Linked DNA regions of Gossypium hirsutum: region 2 is linked to region 1. A link is a contact called in public Hi-C data. All regions are on one chromosome and are shown on one strand. The core of a region is the stretch at or near the end of the contact, and the rest is flanking DNA. Distances in the headings are between cores, read along the strand shown.

Region 1 (3,996 bases), core at 1,332-3,831:
AGAATGTGTTTGATATTTATGCATGAATATGTAAATGCTGGTTCGAATATGTATTGGACATGAGTACATTTTCTCTTCCATACAAATATACTAGCAGACAGTAAAGATTGTGATATCTTTAATGTTGCAGGAACTTGAGCTGGATAAATTCATCACACACATTGTGCCCTTCTCAGAGATCAACAAGGCATTTGAGTTGATGCTGGCGGGTGAGGGACTGAGATGTGTGATTCGCATGGATGAATAAGGAATGACTGGCCTGGATTGTTTTGCAAAGAGTGATCAAGGAAATAAATAATGTATGCTATACATGCTTTTGCTGTTTCTAATGGTAAATTGTGTCCTATATTCATGTCTCTCATTCTGCTTTCCTATTGCCCTGGGTTCAACTTGTTGACCCTTACAGGCTTCTTTATTATATATTTCATATGTCATGGATAAATATCATATTCGACAAATGCCAATGTTACTCACTTTCATAAAAAAATAATGTTGCATTGAAATAGAGAAAGAAAAGAAGAAGGTTACAGCATATATGCTACTTTTTGGCATAATTTCGGAGGGCACTTCTCCTACAAGCAATATATTTCTCAAAATCTTATTGAATGCGGAGATCATTGGCGGTCAAGATAGGAAGGGACTTTACTTGAGAATTGAATATGATAACTTAGAAAGTTTTAACATCGAAAGGTCTAATGCAATTAATGCTTCTAAAACTGAAAATTTCATCAGGAATAGGTCCTCTAAATAAAGCACTGAATAAATCAAATTTGATATACTGCCAATACAAACCTCAATCTGTTCGGGTCGGTATTGTTATAAGATTTTAAAAAAAAAAATATTTATTAAAAAATAACAATTTCAGACCCACTAAAATCTAATTTTTATTAAATTTTAAAATATATTGACCCTACTTATTTTATTGGGTCGGTGGTGTTATTTATTTTTTTTAATTTTTTAGTAAAGCCTTTTTAACTTTTTTAGTGTTATTAGTTTTAAAATTTCTACTTTACTTCCAATAAAAGAGAGTAGACGTCAAATTGAATATATGTATGAAGGTAGAGGGCTAAATTTATTATTATAGCTTATATATAAACACCAAAACAAATATTTAATGGTTCAATTTTAATAGAGCTATTTTGCTCACTATTTAGCGTAGAAGGCTAATTTGTCTATTTTTTTAGTAAGGGACTAAAATACAATTCATGATATAATACAAGAGATTTTGTGGTACTTTTACCTAAGATTGGCTTATATACTTGAGTACTTTAGTATTTTTTATAGTAAATTAAACAAACGGTTACTCAATTATTTTCACATTTCTATTTTGTTCACTCAACTTTAAAACTTTTCAATTTAGGCACTAAACTTTATATTCAATCCTGTTTTAGTTACCCATCGTTAAATTGATAACGTAAATAATGACATAGAATTTTCTAATTTAATATAACAACACATTTAGTCATCAATACTTACAAATTCTATCAATTTGATCCTTACACTTCCTAACCAAAACTTTTAAAAAACTTTGCCAATAGAAGCATTCCAAAACCAAAAAAAAAAAAATTCTCCGGTCGTGCAAATATAACATATTTTACAAATTTATTTGTGCAAATATAACATACTTTATGGAGGTTCTTGAGCATTAAACTATATAAGGATTTTAGTTTCTAGATAATTTAAATTCCTACTTTTTTTCTTGTATTTAATGGTTACCCAATTTATTCCATAGCTCAAAGATAGGTTCTTTGCAGTTTGGAAAAACTAAATATATAGAATTTTTGGTTGTTAATTGATTTTATTGTATAAAGAAGAACCGCAACTTTGATGTTAATTATTTTTTATTTTATTAAATTAATTAGTACGTATTGCTAGATTTATGTTTCAGTTTGGTTCTTTGGATTTGGATGTTAAGTGGTGATACAATTGTTTGGCTTTTAAGCAATAATATATTTGCACATGTTATTTATTATATGTTATATTTGTACAATTAGAGGCGGCTTTTTCTTTTTCTTTTTGGGTTTTACAAATTTATAGATATGGAATGCCTTTATTTTAAAACTTGAAAGCTTTGATTAGAAAGTTTGATGATCAAATTGATAGAATTTGTAAATGTGAAGAGTTAAATTTATTGAACATTTTAGAATTAGAGTCAAATTGATAGAATATACAAGTATTGAGAACTAAATGTGTTATTATATCAGTAAGAAAAAGATTATGTCTATCATTTTTGTTATCAATTTAAAAAACATGTGACTAAAACAAGAATGAAACAAAATTTAATCCTTAAATTGAAAATTTTTTAAATTGAATTCACCATAACGTAAAAATAAACATTTATATTCTTTACTTATTTTGTACAAGCAAATAATTATATTTAATAAAGAAGGGTTTTTATTTTATTTTTGTGAATTATAAAGCCAGGGTTATAAATAAGGTTTTTTTAATTCTTTGTTGGATGAGAAAACACTAAATCAAGCTTCTCAATGTTCAGTATTTGAATCAAAAAGGGAGTCCAGCACATGACTTTGAAGGATAATTCAACCTAGGAGAAGGACCCACACATGACTCTGAAGAGCTGGGTTTTCAAATTTCCCCAGATATTTACAGGTTTGATTCACAATTATTACCCAAACTATCATACAGTCCATAAATTTGTTTTCCACCATTCTATTTTCTCTCTCCATCCAATCTCCCTTGTCCATTTCTTGCTTTTATCTCTTCTTCTTCCATGTCTCCTCAACCCGACCCATGCCTGACCCGATTTGTAGTATCTGCTGGCGAATCCATTCCTTTTTCTTTCACTTCCGGAGAAAACAAGTGCTGAGGAAACGCCTCTTGCTTCTTATTCTGGTCTCCAGATCAAGCGTTTGTTTTCTCTTTTGAATATCCGATTTGAGTTTTTGGATGGGGGAAAATTATAACGAGTTGAAAAAATCAACGGCTTCACAAACCGGTCTAACCTACGTTGTTTTGGGCTGGGTGATGCTATACATCGACGACCCGGAGGACCAGAACGCCGTTTCCCTCGTTTGTCGTCGTTGGTACGAGCTCCACGCGTTGACACGTAAGCACATAACGATTACGCTTTGTTACACGACGAGTCCCGAACGGTTGCGGCGGCGGTTCCCACACTTGGAATCGTTGAAATTGAAAGGAAAACCTCGGGCGGCGATGTTTGATATGATACCGGAAGATTGGGGAGGGTACGTAACGCCGTGGTAAAGGAAATAGCCGAGAATTTGGCTTGCTTGAAATCGGTGCATTTTAGGAGGATGATCGTTAATGATTCAGATTTGGAAGTATTGTGTAGGTCTAGGGGGCAAGTTTTGCGGTGTTTGAAGCTTGATAAATGCTCTGGTTTTTCTACTGATGGACTCTTGCACGTTGGAAGATTGTGCCGGTAGCTTTCTTATTCTTTTTAAACATATTTCAATATGTGAATTCATATGCTTAAACTAATACTTGGTTTTAATGTAATATTTTTTTATATATTCATATATATTTTTATTTTTCACCCTCAAACTTTTAAAAAATTTCAATTTAACTTATATTTTAAAAAGATTTAATTTTTTTTACGAAAATAACTAAAAGATTACATTTTTAAACATATAGATTTTGATCATATTTGATTTTTTTGATAGAATGTCTAAAACATAACATCGCTCAACCCATAAATAAGAGCATAATACATCTCAACGCTTCTCAAACTCACACCTTCTTAGCAACAACGTTCATGCCAATTAAACTAAAACTCAATTGATATATCTTTTAAAAATTTTAAATTATTTACATATAAAACAAATAATGTTATGTCAGTATAAAATATACATAGACTATATCATACATTGTCACACCAACATCGATAAGAAAAAATTAATGACTTCATCAACATTTTCTTTAAAAAAATGATTTAACTTTTTTTACATATAAAAAAAATAAAGATAAAATTGACAAGAAAAATATAAAAACTAATATCTAAACTTATCATTATGT
Region 2 (3,925 bases), core at 352-2,851, 130 kb before region 1:
GAAAAAATTCATATAATATATTTTATTATTTTTATGGAGACTTACGTATATAGATCATGCTAGCTTATAGTGTTTGGTCCGTCATGTAACGATGAGAAAAATAGATTGTTATATTAAGCATGTCCTTAAAATTTATTTTTTAATTAAGTGTATATTTTTGTCACACTGAAGAATAAATCAAATGATAGAGACTTCTTTGGGTAGAATAAAGTATAGGATAAAATTAATTTAATTTAAGGATTTTGTTAGTAGTTTAACTAATATTTTATGTAACTCTATGATGAATGACAGTTCCTCCTTTAAAAAATAGTTTATTATAAAAAAAATATGCGACTCATAATAATTTATGTTATAAAAATATTAAAAATTAAAATAAAAATTAAAAATAATTTTGATTAAAATGGTTGAGTTAAAAAAGTGAATGTTATAGTGTTTTAGTATCAAATCCCATTATATAAATAAGGGGACAAGATATTTATATAAAATATACATGTCCAAAGTAGTGGGCCGTGCCTACTTTCAGTAATGTATTTTTAAATTTGAAATAATCTTAGATCACCAGAATTTAAAAAAAAAGTAAAATAAATTAAATGCTCAATTTGTATTAGATATTATAAATATGTAAATTAATTTTTTATCTAATTAATATTTATATACTCTTTATACTTAAATATTACAATTATTAAATTTTATCTTTACCAAATTAATATTTCAATACAACTTTGTATTAATTTAAAAATGTTATTAAATTTATCATTAAAAAAATTACAAACCCTATAAAAGAAATCAAATTTAAAAACTTTTAAAATTTTGAAAGAAATAAAAAAATTATTTTTTTTAAACACTAATTATAATATTAAAAAAATTAAAATTTAAAAGGAACTAATTTTTTTTATAGAATTTGCGTATGAAGCTTTTTAATATATAAGTAAATATAAATTTTGTTTAATAATGTATCCAAAGCTAATGCTTAAATTTTATTTTTGTAAACTAAAAGGGAAACCTAATGAACATAAAGAAAAAGGGGACCTTGGTGATTATTTGATAAAAACCATAAATTTTGGAAATACAGGGTTTTAATGGCAGGTGGTTTTCCAAATCTGTAGGCTGACCCAACTTGATGCCTTCTTGCCCAATCAGGAAAACGATTGAAAACTCTCAATCAGCCGCCCCTAGTTATGGGTTAAACCATTTCAACTCAGCCTAGTCAATCAAAATTCCAACTATAAAAAATAATATTAACATAAAAAATAATTCAAAAATTACATAAATATTTTTTTATCTTAAAAATGATCAAAAATAATTTATTATAACATTAAAAATCATACAATAAAATTTAGGGACATAATATTAATTTTAATTACAAATTGAGAGGCCCGTCCAAAACCACGACAAAAAGGAATACTACCATAGAGAAACCACACACTGATTCGCTTGGCTAAATTGTCATTTGACTGAAGCAAACCATTGGCTTGTGGTTTTGCATATTGGAGTGAGCTGGGATTGGGTTCCGCTATAAATAGTGTCAGTTAGCGTTCTACATTCTTCATCAAGCACGAAAAGAGAAATACACAAGAAAAAAAAACAAGTGATCTGATAAATTGAAGACTTTATTTCTGTTAACATCCATTATGAGTACTGCTGGTCAAGTCATCCGTTGCAAAGGTGATCCATCCACTCTCTCTCTCATATGCGATTGCTTCTGGTTATATGATCACTGTTCTTTGTGGGATTTGGCTTTGAATGTTTTCTGTTGGTTTTGATGCTTCTCTTTCTTTGATTAAAATTCTTTTATGGCTGGCGATTGCTTTGCTAAATCAGTGGTTGTGGTATTATTGCAGCTGCGGTAGCATGGGAGTCGGGGAAGCCACTGTCAATAGAGGAAGTGGAAGTGGCACCACCGCAGAAGGATGAAGTCCGTATTAAGATACTCTTCACTTCTTTATGTCACACCGATGTCTACTTCTGGGATGCTAAGGTTTTACACTTCTCTCTCTCTCTCTCTTACTTCAACTTGTTTTTGTCGATTGGTTTATAACTGTTGAAGAAGTAAAAGTTTTTACAATGCCCTGAATCTGCAATATTGCTGATTATTTTGATTATTTTGATTTTGGGAGTCTAATCTATTTTTAGCCGAACTTCTAATTTTATCCTCCACATTGGCTTTGACCAATGGTGAACTTCATAAAAGGATGATTCTTTTTGATAAATTGCTTCCATTGCTCCCTTCATCCAAGACTACGCAATAAGCATTTGCTTCAGTTTTTTTTTCTCTTAGATTTGATTCTCTGATACTTATCTCTCACATTGTGATTGACAACAATTTTCTCTTCTTGTAGGGACAAAACCCTCTGTTTCCTCGCATACTAGGTCATGAAGCTGGAGGGTATGTATATGTCTGTTTAAATGTTTACAGTTCCTACAATATTATCATTATATGTATACACATTAACCCTTTTCTTTTGAATATTTAGGATTGTGGAGAGTGTAGGTGAGGGGGTGACTGATCTAAAGCCAGGTGATCATGTTCTCCCCATCTTCACGGGGGAATGCAAGGAGTGTCCCCATTGCTTGTCAGAAGAAAGTAACATGTGTGATCTCCTCAGAATCAACACTGATAGGGGTGAAATGATTAATGACGGAAAATCCAGGTTTTCCATTAATGGGAAGCCTATCTACCACTTCCTAGGCACCTCTACTTTCAGTGAATACACTGTTGTCCATGTCGGCCAGGTTGCCAAGATCAATCCTGAGGCTCCGCTTGATAAAGTTTGTGTTCTAAGCTGCGGAATGTCCACAGGTTGGGGACTTGGATTTCATTTTTGTCTTTCCTTTTTTCGGGAGATATAAATGGTGTTAATGACAGTGAGGATGTTCTTGTTTCACTACTTTTATTGCAGGGTTTGGTGCCACTGTGAATGTAGCTAAACCCAAAAAGGGTCAATCCGTTGCAATATTTGGACTAGGTGCTGTCGGTCTTGCTGTGAGTTATTCTTGTCGCATTTATGTTATATGTTTTCTTCCCCTTGGCAACACAAAAAGCGTTAGACTGATTTTTCTGTAATTCTCTGTTCTGATATTTAGGCTGCTGAAGGAGCAAGAGTTTCTGGGGCTTCCAGGATCATTGGTGTCGATTTGAACCCTAGCAGATTCGAACTAGGTAGCATTGGTTTCGTAGTTATTTTACACAAAAACTTGCAAGAATGGTTCTGTTTCTGGTTAAGCAAAGTCACAAAACTGATCATGCTTGTTCTCATTACTTCTTGCAGCCAAGAACTTCGGTGTTACGGAGTTTGTGAATCCCAAAGATCACAACAAACCTGTTCAAGAGGTTACTTCCCACTTGAAATTTCAGAAATTGTATTGGATTCTGTTTCGAACATGACCATCTATACTAGGGTTACTATGCATAAAAGCTGCATGCCTGCATTATATAATCAACTTGTTTGAGATCCTTATTATAAAAATGATTCTAATAATCAGGTCATTGCTGAGATGACTGGTGGAGGAGTCGACCGCAGTGTTGAATGTACCGGGAGCATCCAGGCCATGATTTCTGCATTTGAATGTGTCCACGATGTAATTATCTTCAAAAAAATTTTCTCGATGTTAGATTGTATCTTTTTACGTTGCCATCCTTAGCTGAAATGACATAAATTTTCAGGGTTGGGGAGTTGCAGTGCTTGTGGGGGTTCCCAACAAAGACGATGCATTCAAAACTCATCCAGTGAATCTACTGAATGAAAGGACTCTCAAGGGTACTTTCTTTGGCAACTACAAACCTCGAACTGATATTCCTGCTGTCGTTGAGAGATACATGAACAAGGTGAGTTTACCTTCCTGTTTAAGCATTTTATCTTTGTGCAAGTACCAATAAAGAGCAAATTGACTGCGATGTCTTTGATATTGCAGGAACTTGAACTTG

The links. A called contact is a pair of places that touch in the nucleus more often than the background predicts.
Region 2: a contact with region 1 is called in a Hi-C map of leaf, with 2.8 times the contacts expected there. The contact joins the promoter of LOC107952016 here to the enhancer-like site in region 1. A contact is called at or near these places in 16 of 34 Hi-C or Micro-C datasets (anther, callus, cotyledon and 5 more).

Annotation. Positions count from the first base shown.
Region 1 is chrA02:11,793,001-11,796,996 of Gossypium_hirsutum_v2.1, reverse strand. It overlaps the pseudogene LOC107951515 and the pseudogene LOC107951518. Among protein-coding and RNA genes, the nearest start is that of LOC121217033, 13 kb to the left of the region's middle. Within about 2 kb of position 2,581, at least 7 of the 9 cell types and tissues checked have an H3K27ac peak or open chromatin away from gene starts, as enhancers often do. A contact at or near this core is called in cotyledon, fibers and leaf, where this site is marked.
Region 2 is chrA02:11,922,541-11,926,465 of Gossypium_hirsutum_v2.1, reverse strand. It overlaps LOC107952016 (alcohol dehydrogenase class-P-like), which reads left to right and starts at 1,601. Exons shown (of 10, transcript NM_001327593.1): 1 at 1,601-1,665; 2 at 1,842-1,978; 3 at 2,340-2,386; 4 at 2,475-2,800; 5 at 2,901-2,983; 6 at 3,085-3,160; 7 at 3,270-3,331; 8 at 3,484-3,579; 9 at 3,665-3,826; 10 at 3,913-3,925. The coding sequence starts at 1,632.